2 separate regions of the Gossypium hirsutum genome follow, and region 2 is linked to region 1. A link is a contact called in public Hi-C data. All regions are on one chromosome and are shown on one strand. Each heading gives the region's core, a stretch centred on a gene start, on an enhancer-like site or on the middle of the called end of the contact. The rest is flanking DNA. Distances are from core to core; before and after follow the strand shown. Region 1 holds the start of LOC107961625. Region 2 holds the start of LOC107961631 (endoribonuclease Dicer homolog 3a).

Evidence for each region. Hi-C and Micro-C count contacts between places; a contact is called where the count stands out from the background.
Region 2: a Hi-C map of leaf shows a contact between it and region 1, with 2.2 times the contacts expected there. The contact joins the promoter of LOC107961631 here to the promoter of LOC107961625 in region 1. A contact is called at or near these places in 6 of 34 Hi-C or Micro-C datasets (anther and leaf).

Annotation. Positions count from the first base shown.
Region 1 is chrA06:23,383,309-23,390,517 of Gossypium_hirsutum_v2.1, reverse strand. LOC107961625 reads left to right here and starts at 3,632. Exons shown (of 2, transcript XM_016897678.2): 1 at 3,632-4,116; 2 at 4,345-4,998. The coding sequence starts at 3,689. The coding sequence ends at 4,831.
Region 2 is chrA06:23,683,911-23,691,119 of Gossypium_hirsutum_v2.1, reverse strand. It overlaps LOC107961631 (endoribonuclease Dicer homolog 3a), which reads right to left and starts at 3,650. Exons shown (of 25, transcript XM_016897686.2): 1 at 2,979-3,650; 2 at 2,713-2,893; 3 at 2,501-2,614; 4 at 1,979-2,113; 5 at 1,767-1,836; 6 at 1,423-1,487; 7 at 1,193-1,324; 8 at 931-1,083; 9 at 464-593; 10 at 229-334; 11 at 1-152. The coding sequence starts at 3,136.

The DNA.
Region 1 (7,209 bases), core at 2,383-4,882:
CATGTAAATTTTAATTGTTTAGCTAAGTTATAGTTAATAAGATTGTATCAATATTGGATAGGAAATGTTTTTAAATAAATATAATTTTTGCATCAAAATTGATTGTCGTTTTCATTTCATATTATTAAACCAAATTTGCACCGAAAAAATGGAACAAAGTTGTATTTTTTTATTTCTATAGTATAATAAAAACGTGTGCTTACAATACAACAAAATTTGAGTATGAATGAAAAAATCAACAAATAGATTAAGGTTAAAAAATCAATAAATCGGTTAAAAATTAATAAATTTATTAATGAGGTGTTGTGTTTATATCATGTCAATGTGGACATGACAATATGGTATGCCCTGGGTTCTTACACCACCCGCATAACTTTGATTGGTTTGTCTTCTCCCAAATATCCATGTTGTCGCGTGCTCGAGTCGATGTCAGTCGACCTTTTGGCTTGCTACACAATGATCTATTGGGTAACAACTTGAATGGAGTACTCAATACCGGCACTGAAAACGTGTCCTACATGGAGCTTTTTCCTGTCGTGTGTGAATATGATATGTGAATTGTACAAGTATACATGTCGGATCAAGTAAGAAAGTGATAAGTAAGTATTGTTCCCACGAGGATAGAATTGAAGCACGAAAGTGATCAAGTTATTATAATATAAAATACAGCTAATGCTATGGTAAGTATGCAGTGGCAATTAAAAGAATAGTGATGTATGCAATATGCGGAATTAATGAATACTTGGAAATGCTATGGCAAAACGAGAGTAGAAATGTAATGGAAATTATGAGAATTACTATAGGAATATTATGTAAATGAACAAATAAATAACTAAGAATGATATAGTAAAGATACTGCGGCAAGGGATAAGGGATATACGATGTTGATATGGAAGGTTGGAATTACTAAGAATCTACCTTTATTGTCGTATATGCCTTGGCAAAATTGTAATCAATCTACTGCTCAAAAGAGTTCTAAAGTGGTCTGTTTCTTTCGAGAGAAAAAACCTCAAGTTACCTTACCCTTGTCTATAAGCCTTTAATATGGTACCCTACATTGTTTCCTTCTATATGAACGCTACTCTATGTTTAGAGTTTACTACAACTATCTGTCGAGTACTTGCTCATATCATTCAATTTTGGTTCAAGTAATCCAACCTTTTCAGAATTAAATTAGTTTATGGGCATGCTGCACAGTCATCTATGTCTAGGGATTGCACGTATACAATTTAGAAATCAAAACAATTGAATGAACAGTAAATTAATTCAGATCTATGCTTCAACCATTAAAGAAAATAAAAGTTTCATCATGTAATCCCAACCTGATGAGATTTAGCTAATGGGTTGGCACATAAAATTCAAAACCAAAATAACATCCAACATCATTTTCATCATTCAATTCATGGAAGAAAAAAGTAAGAAATACGGAAAATGGGAAGACAGCTTCCGTAGGTCCAATTCACATTCAGCAGCATAGTGTCCGGCAATGGTTGAGAGAAACTGCTTCTGTTTTCCTCTTTCTGTCTCTACTCAGCCACTACCCTTTTATTTTTGCCTAAGGATCTATTCTTTTTTGTTAATCGTTTAGGGTTTCCTCCTTTGGCTTTTTTAGTTTTTTTTCCTAGGATAAATCTAACAACCCAAGATTATCTTCTCCTTTTTTTAAAATTTTTTTTCAACAACCCAAGATTATCTTCTTCTCTTTTTAAATTCTTTTTTTTTCTAGGATAAAAACCAACATCACAAGATTATCTTATCTTTTTTAAGCAGATTTTTTTGGTACAAGTACAGTTGGGCTGAAACTGGTATGCGTTGAGTATTGACTCGGTCTTCCTGGAATTGCCATGGCATTCATGTTGACAAAATGTCCAACCTTTTGCCCCGACAAACCTTCACTCTTTTATTTCTCTTTTTTCAACTTGCACCTACCAAACCACCAAACACAGCCCTACAATAAGCAATAAAAAGTACCTTATTTAAATACAGTTCAAGCTCCTAATGAAATGATGAAAATACAAATGAAATGTCCTAAAATGCAACTAAATGTACCTAAGTACAAGCAATTAGTTAGGTCTAAAGGCATGAGATATAACTCATTTCAAGAGTTATCATTTCCCTCTAGCACTTTCAACTTCACATTTTTCCCAACTTAACCATTAGATATCCCAGGATTCCCAGGATATATTTTTTGAAGAAATTTGAAAGTTCGAGAATAATGCACTAAAAAATCTTATCGACCTCAACCTCTAGTTAAAAAAATGATCAAAACTTAGTTGCATTCAAAAAAATTGAAAAAAAAAATTAAAAACTAAGATTTAATCAAATTGAGTAATTCTAGTTTCAACTATGAATCAAATTGAATTTTACAATTAAAATAATTCAAATATACGATTGGTGTAAATACGATACTTTTAAATATTGAATTAAATAATTATTAACTTTACATCTCAAAAAATTATAAAAAACTAAATAATATATAAAAAAACTTAAATTTAAAAAAAAACCCTAAACCTTAAATCCTAAAATCTATAAAACCCTAACTTTACTTTAAGAAGATAAAAATCTAACCATAAAAAACAAACATCAGAAGGAAAATACTTCCAGTTGAAAACGCTTTCTGCCATTGTGTTTTCAGTTGATGTGGCAAAAAGCGCTTTTAGCTGGAAGCATTTTTCTATCAGTAACTCTTTCAACTGAAAGCGCTTTTCTGCAAATCAGCTGAAAACGCTTTCAGGCGTTTTCGTTATTTCAACACAATCCCATAATTTACAAAAAATAATAATACTCCAATAATTATTTTTAAAAGTCAATATTTTTAAGAAATTCACTTTATCTATTCAATAAGAAATTGATAATTTATCGAGTTTCAAATATAATAAAAATTAAAAGAAAAACAATCAATGAACTAATAAAAAATTGATTAAAAGAGTAATATTTCAAAATTTTGCAATTCTTTATTTTTTAAAGTTATTCTAAAAATAATAATTTTAAATTTCATCTATATAGTTTATAAAAATTGTATTTCATGAAAACTTAAAAAATTAATTTAATTGTGTAACAAAATGAAATATTCCTATTAGTTTACTAATCTAAAAATCAGAAAATCATTAATTTATATAAAAAAAATTTGACGAAAATCCTTTATATGTAACAAAATAATAAAAATAAACAGAGTTTATAATTTTCGTAAAACAGGATGATTAAAATAAAATAGATTAATAATTTAATAAGATGATTTGATTTAGATTACAAACTGATTTAACATTAGACCCGATTAATTTATTGTGTCCCCTAAAAATGAAAGGGAGAGGAAGGAAGGGGGTCCCACCCACAAAATATGGATAAGGCTAAAGGGCAGAACATGGTACACGTGGGATGTGGCAGGTCTGTGATAGACATCCTTCTCCGACCATAGTCCTGGGACACTTCTTCAACGTGTCCTCATAACCCTTTTTCTCTTCCATCTTTCCACGTGGCTTGTCTTTTCACCAATACTCAACTCTTATTAATATAATTATAAACAACATTTCTTATATTTATATGTCAACAAAAAGTTGAAGTATAAATTAAACAATATTTTAGAAAATTAAAATACAAAATCTGATAATATTAATAAAATTGTTGTATTTAAAATCTTCCATTTGTAGGAATATAATAATAATGAAAAAGAAGAAATAGGAGGAGTAATATGGTTGGGGATGAAGAGTACCACTTACATCATATATTTTATTTACATAAAAAAGCAATTAAATTTCCCATAACCTTCATATCTACTCTTGTTTCCTTTTTCTCTTTCACTTTCCTTTGCTTCTTTTGTTCGTGTTTTAAGGAAGACAAATCTTCCTCTTTTGTTTTTTCACTGATTTTCTTGATGAAGTGCACCACTATGACTTCCGGATATGAACCCTCGCCGTCCAAAGACATGCCAGCGGCGGAGGAGGAAGAAGACGATTGGAGGAGTTCGTCCTCCACTACGACCTCCTCTTCGATCGGGAGGAACAGTGATGCTGACGTGTCTGGAAGATCATCGGACGGCGACGACGAAAATGAGGTTCAAAGCTCTTATAATGGTGGTTTAAACATGATGGATTCCCTCCAACAGGTTTTGCCTATGAGGTTCGTTCATCATCTCCTCTCTAACTAAATGGCTCAGATCGGTGTCAGAACTAGGGATAGCTTGGTATAGTTTCGATTTGAGTCCCTCTAATCCTCCTATTATTAATACTGTGAAATCTACCGCTTTAAGCGGACTCTGATAACTAAACAAATTAGGTTTTAGTAAAGTAAAATTAAATTGCAAATTCCCTTCTTTTTAATAAACTAAAATTCATTTTTGAACAGTAGAGGCATCTCGAGTTTCTACAATGGCAAATCAAGGTCTTTCACAAGCTTAGCCGATGCTTCTACAGCTTCAACGATTAAAGACATAGCAAAGCCTGAAAACGCTTACACCAGGAGGAGAAGAAATCTATTGGCAATCAACCGCATATGGGACAAAAACAGGAACAATAAAAGACCCATTAGGCCCATCAGCTCAAGCAAAAGCACATTGGCTCTAGCTGTTGCAATGAGTAGCTCTGAAAGTATGTCTAGTATCAGTGAAGACTCTACTTCAACTTCAAGCCCTCGGCTTCCTCCATTGTACCCACAAACCAGATCATCTTGCAATAATAATAATACCACCCCATCATCGCCGCCGTGCTGGAATCTCTCTAATTGGCGGTCTTTCTCGCTGGCTGATGTGAGGGAGTATGGTACTGTTATAGGAAGCACTAATCCACACTGCGCTTCATTTCATAATGAGAACCAGCTCTTGAGAAAGGGACTTTGACAATAATCTGTTATTTAAGTGTACACGTAGCTTGATGTATATGCTTTCAGGGGGATTTAGGTTTCCTTTCGTCAAATGTGGTGGTTTTCTTTACCCGATGTAAAAAGGAAAATGTTGGCCCAAGCTTTTGTCTAATGTTATTTAATGGCAGGTACAATATTTTGATACATACAAATAAATGAAGAAAACTAGATGGTTTCATCTATCTTGGACCATCTCATTTATGATCCTGAAACACAAGGCAGCTTGAATGAAAATGGAATAAGGATTGCTCTAAAAATTCTTACTCATTCACGATGAGCAGATAGGGGCAGTAAAGGCTAACAGGATTAGACATTAGTGGTAATCTTATCACCAACAATTCAAGGAAGCTAAACCTTTAGCTTGAACTTGGGGACAGTTGGGTTGGGTTGGGCCTATATGAAACTCCACAAGCCTGTTTGTATTTTGTAAAACATAGGTGCTCTAAACTCAAATTGTCAATTTTTACAGTCCCTGCATTTCTAAATGCTCCAACAGTGGAATTGAGTGAACCACAAAGAAAGTGAAATCAAGAGCATGTTCATTGCAAAAGCCAAAATGCAGAAGCACATCCCAAGAGTATTTTAAGAATCAAATATGAAGTAGGTTGCCTAAACCCCATCATGATTTCAAGGATATTTTCTTTAAGCTTGAAGTAATTGCCAAAGTTCCATAAGGGAGTGGGTTGTCTACCAGCCTACTCAATAGTTGTGTCATCAACAGCCACAGACAGCCATCTCCCAACAAAAACAAGATACTCCATAACTAGTTTTGGTGGCTCAGTTGTCCAGTCCCAACTTGGATAGTATAGAGTGGTTGTGGCCCTCATTCATCATTTCTCTTAAGTGATAAAACAGGGATTCAATAGATACCAATTCTATCAGTAGCATTATGGATCAAGCATCAGGACCAATATGATACACCAGCTGCAAGAGAAAAAAAGGGTGCTTAGCTCCCCAAATGGAGCTCCCTTGTACTGCTCCATCATATGTGTGGACAGGTTAACTGCTGCCAAAAAAGCTCCCGGAATGTCTATATAAGAGAAACAACTGTTTAAAGTCTAGTTATTGATAAATGAAAAGGTATCGAGTAGATATACCAAGCCAATTTAAACAATGATTAAGCAGAACTTGAATATGTTGGGTGTGCCTCGTATTTATCAGACGTTTTACAGGCACTTAAAACAATAACCAACGAACAGAAAAAGAAGGACCAAAACATGCCTGGCGTTTTGACTAGCAGATAGGGCTCGTCGAGACAACGCAATATAAAGCCAAGGAAAATATGGCATCGACGTCATGATGAGGAGAGCCAGCACGTCATGATGTCACAATGTGCTCTCCTATTTGACAGTCACATTTTAGACTTCAAGCAAGGTTGCATCTGATTACTTTAGGAATATTTTAATCTGATTAGATCCCTAATCTTAATCTATTTAAAGGGGTCTTGTATTCTTATTTGAAGAAGGCAATTAAAGATGTAATACTACAGAGTTTTTCTTTTCGAAACGACAAGATGTAGTCGTAAACAGGGGCGAAACCAGGGGGGCAGGCATGGGCCCCAGCCCCCCCTAAAATGGAAAATTTCCATTGAGGCCCTTTAGATTTTTTTAAAATTTTAAATTAGTAAAGGTAAAATTACACTTTGCCTCCCTAAAATTATAAAAATTTAATTTAATCCTTTAAAAATTATAAATATATAGACTATAAAAAATTAAAATTTCATTCGGCCCCCCCAAAAAAATTGTTCTGGCTTCGCCCCTGGTCGTAAATGAGTTTTAATTAGAGTTTTCATGATAGCTATGGAGAGAATTTTGTATCCTTTTGATAGAATTTTATGAAAGTTAAAGTTTTATTTTCAAGGTTTGATAATGTACATTTAAGTTTTTTTTTTAATTGTACTCTCGTTTGTTTTATTCATTTAGTGAAAAGTCAATACTATTTTCATCCGTGATTTTTATCTTTTTTGGAAAAATTTTCTATGTAAAATATGTGTATGTTTAATCTTTTCTATTTATATGGATAAATCTAAAAATACAAAAATTAGTTTTTTTAAAAAACAAAATAAAACAGGAAAATTACCACAACTCCGAAAATTTATAATTCCCTCTTCAATATAAACTTAGGGACTGTGAGGGGCGAATGACATTTCCAACATATTGTTGTAGTTGGCAGTTAACATATGCTATTTTGATGGAAATTTAGTGTGACATGGGTGAATTGAATGTAATCCATGCATCCCAAGCATATCTACAACAGTACTTGGAGGTGTACCACGTCTTAATTAATTTATTTTAATATTCCTGTTAAAATTTCCATGTTTAAAAAGTCTGTGTACCAAAATGTAAAAGAATAAAT
Region 2 (7,209 bases), core at 2,401-4,900, 300 kb before region 1:
TTGGTGCCAGGGAATCAACAGATGTATTACTTCCAGTCATATATGAAACCATGAAATGTGATAAACAGCTTACTTTTTTTGCAAATCTTTCAATTACTTTAGCAGTAATAATTCTTTCAACAAAAATCAGGCACAATACTTGTCTAGTTTCTCTGCAACAACAGAAATAAGACTTAAGTCAACACTGTCAGTATATTCCAAACACTAACCACTGAAGTTTCCTATTACCCAAATGATTGGAACAGTTGAAGTAGTTCATGCAGTTTTGGAGAAATATAGCCAAGATCTACTGCCTTTAAATAGTCAAATCCAGAATTCAGAAAATTTTTATCACCTGAAGAGGTGAGAAGCGAACAATATTAGTGACAGACAAATGTATCTTTAGATATGTAAACTTAAACATCTAGAAAACACGGTTTAAACCAGATAAAAGAACTACAATAAAAGGTACATCACATCATACCGAGGGGAAGAGACTCCCCAATTCTACATTGGACTTCCTCAAGGAAATTGTTATACTGCAACACACTTTCTCTATATGCTTTAGATTCCTCTGTGGTGTCAAGGATGTTCTCTAGACAAATGTTAACAGCCTATGAAAGAAGTAGCATAAAGCACATCACATCAGGAGCAAACAGGAAGGCATAGCAGAAAGAAACAACATAAAGCCCAGCGAAACCTTATTTTTTATTTAAACTATGGTGATTGTATAAAGTACAGGGTTTTTGTCAAACTTTACTCAGTTAATTGGTTTTTAATGTAACTATTAGAGTTAAATTAGATAACAAATGCATCCAAGTAAATAATAGAAATCAAAAGATGTGGATGTTATAAGAGTAGCTTGAATTTTATATGGCATGTAAAAACGAGATGAACACACTTTTCCTCTTAAAGATCATTACTCTAATTGAAATTTACATCACATCATACCTCATAAGCACATATGAGACCAAGATTATCAAGGCAATGCAGAACCTTAGCATGGTCATTTGATAATCGCTTCCGTAGATTCTTAAGTTTATCATCCATGTCTTTATGAGAAGTTTGCAGTGAGCTTTGCAAATTTGACAATGACGCATCTGTCTGCCCAGAATAAAATAAAATAAAATAAAAGGCCTTCAACAACTCTATATGAAAAGAGTAAATTACACATTCCCACACATATGAATCACTCATGAAAGTCCGTGGATACCTTTAACCAAGAGGCTTCTACCTTTGCTTTCAAATCCAAGCTAGAAAATTGTGCTGGATCAAAAAATCTACAACTTTCTTTAGCAGAAGGAACACACGCTTCCATCTCTGTCCTGTCTTCAATAGTGTATATCTGCAGCAGCACATATTCAAGATATTGTTCATATCAACATATGGTTTTTCCAGCAAATCAATCATATAGGTAACCAGAAAAACTAAATAAAAAGATACCAAGGAATCCAAAACACATTCAAGTTCTGACATTTGACCATCGCAATTATTGCTGGACAACACACCTACAGAAAGTTGAGTCAAAAGCATAAGAACTACTGTATATATGCAACAAAATATGCTTGTGGGGCAAAAAAAGGTGAAGTATTTCTGCAACACCAAGGAGCTTCAAGATCATTTTCTTTAAAAAACTGATCCTTAATGGTTAAAACAACCATACTTTTAGATCTCTTCTGTAATAGGAACAAAGCTTGAGCAAAATGGGGATATAAACAACTAGATAAACCTTATGAATAGGAAACACTTAAATATCATATGAAAAAATAATAATACAAATACCTTACCTTTGCTAACTACAGGTGATGCTGTCATTCCAAAAATCTTTGGCTTGTTATTAGATTTGTGATAAAATTCCTACACCAAAATATAGAACACAACAACATTTCATTTTTAATCAGAAAAAAGGACCACATAATTTAAATAGCCATCAAAATTCTTAGTGTCAAAAAACAAAAAGTCATCAAGATTCTTGCAAAAAGATTTCAGGATTACTGACCTTCATTATTTTGGCATATGGATGGTTGCCAGTAGCACGATGGCACTCGTCTATTATCATTAAGGACACCATATCCAGACTCAAGAATGCCTTCCTTAAGGCATCCAATAGAATTTGGGGTGTCATAACCAGAACCTACAAGATCAATGATAAAGATATACATATCAAGATCAATGATAAAGATATACATATCAGTAACAAGTTGATCTAAAGGGCCTAGAAGCAGAAGAAAAAAAGTATGTCCCATGCTTTGCTACCCATTTACAAAGTATAGTGCCTTCAAAGAATATCAATGAATAATGCCTACAAGGTGCCCTTCAAAGATAAGTAAACACCAAATGCCAACTTTACTAGAAGTGCATTGAAAAACATTAGTACGAATTACGAAAAATTAAGGCAGAGGATTCTCAAAGTGAGAGTACTAGAACCAAATGGAATTTTTAAGCCAACTCAACATTTATAAGAGTCAGTGCATTAGCTTAAAAAGTAGCCTTATCAAAGCTAGATAATAAGCAAACTTACATCATGCTCCTTTGTTTCTTTCTCCCAACAATCCAAGGTCCATTCATCAACCCCCTTAGCTCCATAATACTGTTCAACTTCCAAACCAGTATGATCTTTTATATATTCAAATTGCTGCAAATACAAATATATGTATATACACACAATGTCAATGTTTAACTACAATTACCTCACCAGGAGGAATTCAAACTTTCGAGTATCAAAAAGCAAACCTGATTGACTAGATGAACAGTGGGAGCCAAGAAAATAATCAATTTTTTACTTTCAGTAGACTCGATAGCTTGACCAAAATCCTTTATGAGCATCACAGCTATCATTGTCTTCCCTACACCTGTATCCAACACTGCTATTATGTTTCTTCTCTTTGCCACCTCATATACCTGCAATTGATACCTGCAAAACACAAAAATAAAATCAAAAACTCAGAACGACACAAATAACAACCACACTCAAAAACGAAAAAGAGAAAAGGGCAAACCCTCTGGGGTTAAAGTCCTTAGGTTTTGAAGATGAAGAAGGGTCTTCTTCCTTAGCAGTTTCATTGTCGCCTAGAACCATCCAATCAGGTGGGTCTGAGTTCGCCTCACTGAAACTCCGTTTTAGAGGCTCACCCTGTTCCTCCTTTGGAGAATGCATGTAGATTGTGAGATTGTAATAAGAGTAGAAAGACTAAACCTTTACCGAATGGGACTGATAAGTATTAAAAAAAAAGAGAGTGAAAACACAAAATATGTGAAACCCTAACGTACGAATAGTTTGGTTAAGATAACCGGAGAAAATTAGGGTGTTGAATGGGACTTCAGCAAAGACATGGATTATATAAAAATTAAAATGTACTGTTCGGGGAATTTTCTAATTAACTCATTTTGGCTATTTTTATGGAGAAAAAGGAAGAACCCTGCCCCCAACACCGAACGGTTTACAATGAAAGCTCGGGACGCAATTAACTAGCCAACTACCAGAAGCTATAAGAACACTGAGTCGCTAAAGGCACTTAATGTATGATACAAGTATAAAATGAAATTTTGGGGATGGGGTTTTGTTAGATTTTACTTAAACTCGTTGAAACTCGAAAACAGTAGCAGTGCTGAGTCTGCAGAGAGAAACAGGTTGAAACTATCAGATGATTTGGACCCAAGCTGTTTTGGTTAACGCGCGTTAGGGGGAGTGTGCAATGACAGCCCAATGATGATTTGGACCCAAGCGGTTTGGTTAACGAGCGTTATGGGGAATGTGCAATGACAGTCCAATGTTTATCGGACACGCAATGCAAACCTCCCTCTTTTATTGGACATGTAATGCGCGTTAAGGGGGTCTGGCTTATGAGCGCAAACGATAACAGTTCGACAGTTGACGTAGTTCATACTTGTGTTATGTTGCATATTGTGATTTTGCAACATTTTTTAACATATTCTTTTTTTTAATAAATTATTCTTATTCAATAATTAAGTTATATACTCGAAGTGATAATTTGAGGGAGTTGAGGCTACACTTAAGTAAAGTGTGGTCTCGCTTCTTGGAGTGAGCCCTTCTCCCGCGATTACTTATGTGGTAAGCTTAAAAATTTGGAAATATTAATGAGTAAATATCTACAGGGTTAAAAAGGTCCAACTGATCCAAACATTTTGCATCACTATATTGTAGGAGCACAATCTTAATAGGTTTGGATTTGTACCCCTTGCGCACAAGGGAAAGTATTAATTTAGTCATTCAATAACCACTTAGTTGGTTCACATATATAAAAATATTTCACTCTTGATATCTAACAAATGTAGGACAAAGGTTTTTATTTTCCTCAACATAATTCACAAGTAGCTTATTTTGAGTATCAATTTCTCACAAGTGGCTTACTTTGAGTATCAATTTCTCATCCATCACTCAACCATTTTGAGTATATGATATATTGTTGTAAAGATCTCATGGAGTAGAATATAAAACCATACTTTTATAATTCAAATCTCCATATTTACTAATCGATAATATGCCTCAAAGCTTCTAAGATATCCATTTTTTCTAATATTTAATGGCGTCGTGACGATATTCTTTTCATAAATACATCTATAATAACATCAAACCACTATAATATCATGACTGAACTTCCAATTATTTATGAGCTAGCGAAAAAACCATTTAAACATATAAAATGTAGACTAAAATAACATGTAATTAAGTTTTGATTTTTCGTCTATTAATTACATTGTTATTAAGTCATAGAGTCAAACCACTATAATTACAAAAGCTATATTTAAAAACTTTTTTCCAATGAGCTTGCGATTTAACAAAACAAATGACCGATGCTTTCATTCCACTTTTATAAATTGTATATTGTCATTAACTTTTGAATTATGATTTTACCATCTATAAGTGAATTTATATTTCAAATATGTTAGTTATTCATACATAGTCTTTCACTTATTCAAGATTAAGGTAAGTACACAATAAACATTACAAGTGAATTAATTCATATTGGGTCTAGTTGAATGTATTGTCAATTTATAGAATCGCATCTATGTCAGTATCTTGGGAATCAATCTTACTCTGATAACTAAGACAAGCTATCTCTCTAAGTAAACTTCTAGACAACATAATAATCCTAACATAAACATTTGCTCCCAATAATTTCATGGGCTATGAACTTAATTTATACTACCTAACTAAATGTATCATATTTTGCATTTTCATTCCCTTTACATGATTAGAGTTTTGATAAACGAAACTGCAAAGTTATCTCCAAATATAATGTTGACAACAATTACTATTTCACCAACAACCACCTTTCTAGCACTGTGATACTTGTGATCAATGTATTTTTTCTATGATGTTTGTTTCCTTAGAATTAGTCATTGTCACACTTTTATTGCAATACAATGTGATAGTAAAGTTATTTTAGACCTGTCCATGAGTCGGGTCGATTTAAAAAGTGAGAGGGTTTGAGCAAAAGTATATATTTGAAAAATGAGTTTGGAAAAAAAAAGCCCCGTTTAGAAAATGGGCTGGACCTCGGGTAAGGTTTATTGGCCTAGGCCTGACCCAAACTTGCAAAAAGAAAAAAAATTGTTGTTTTCTCACTATTTTGCTGTCATTTCACTATTATGTTGCTATTATTTTATTGTTATTGTTCAGATATTGTATAACTCTTATTTTATTATTAATTTTGCTACTATTTTAGAGGCATCTGCTTATTAAGTTGCACCTATGTTAGTGTTATTTAAGTATAAAGATTTTTTTAAAAAAAATTATTTTCAATTTGTTTGGGAACATTTATTTTAATGTTTTTAGTGTTTTTGATGTATTATATTTAAAAAAACTATATAAAAAATAATATGGGTGGGTCAAACTAGGCCCGAGTTTTAGCATTTTTATTCGAGCTGGATATAAGTAAAATTTTAGGCTCATTTTTCGAACTGAATCTAATTCGAACTTATCAAACAAATCTAAATTTTTTTAAGGCCCAATCTGACTTATAAATAGGACTATGACGCATTGCCAAAGACAAATACATTGATTTCCTCAAATCCTTGAACATTTAGAATTCAAAATTTGCATATCACATTAGTGTTGGATCACTTCCACAATGCATTAACATTTTTTTGGTGAATGACAATAACAAGGCAAAATCTGAACAATAAACGCGACTAGCACGACTCGAACCCAGACCTCACCTAGGACGATGAACACCCTAACCATCAGATCATCACGTAAGTACAAAATGCATTAACATTTAATCCCTCAATATTTAGTCGTCAACTTTGTTAACACCATCTTACAACTCCTCCTCCCACTAAGTAAGATTAAAGAAAATATAGAAAAAAATTTGAATTTAATTCAGGTAATTTGTAATTTTTTTTTTGTTTTACTTTCAAAATCATGTTATCCTAATTTTCTCTCATTTCTTTTGTCCAATTTGGATGAGTTGTATTTTATTATGTAGCAAAAAAAAACATTTTCATTCAAAGGCATATTCAAAGTCAAAGGCAAGACCTTAGCACCAAGATAACAAGGTTATATTGGAATTTTAGACCCCTTAAAAATTAGCAATTTAATTTAACTCTTTTAGCATAAAATTTTAAAGTTTCACCTCAATAATTTATATTTTTATCTTGAGCCCCCAATTAAAAATTTTAGGCTTCACACTTGCTTTTATCCTATCTTCTGCATATATTTTTTCTCTCTCTCTTTTAAATAGTAAAGCACCACCAAATATATAACCTTCACAAGGGTGAATCCTAAAATAATAGTAGGAAATTATATTTTGGCCTGTTTAAAAAACAAATAATTAAATTTAAATTTAAAAAAATTAGTTTTACCCAAAGTATTTATATATATTTCAATTTTACTAAGTCAAAATGTTTGACCCCGTTCATGTCCCTTCATTATAGTACTTCACTATTTTTTTTTAAATTCTCAAGATTCTATATTATCCTTTTTAAGATATATGTCTATTTATTTTATGAAATTTAATAAAAAAATGAAAATACTCAAATTTTCATATGCTATAACTTTGCCTCCAAAGGTCGAAGAATGTATTCGGCGGTGTATGAGGGAAATCACTCCTTATAATAGCAGGCTTCTTCATTAGGGAGTTTCTATTGATCCAACATGTTTTTGGTGTCAACAAGTGGACGAGGATATAAGCATGCTCTTTTTCACTAAACATATGCTAGGGATGTTTGTATGTTGATTGGTATTGATAGCTATTCTCTTTCAGT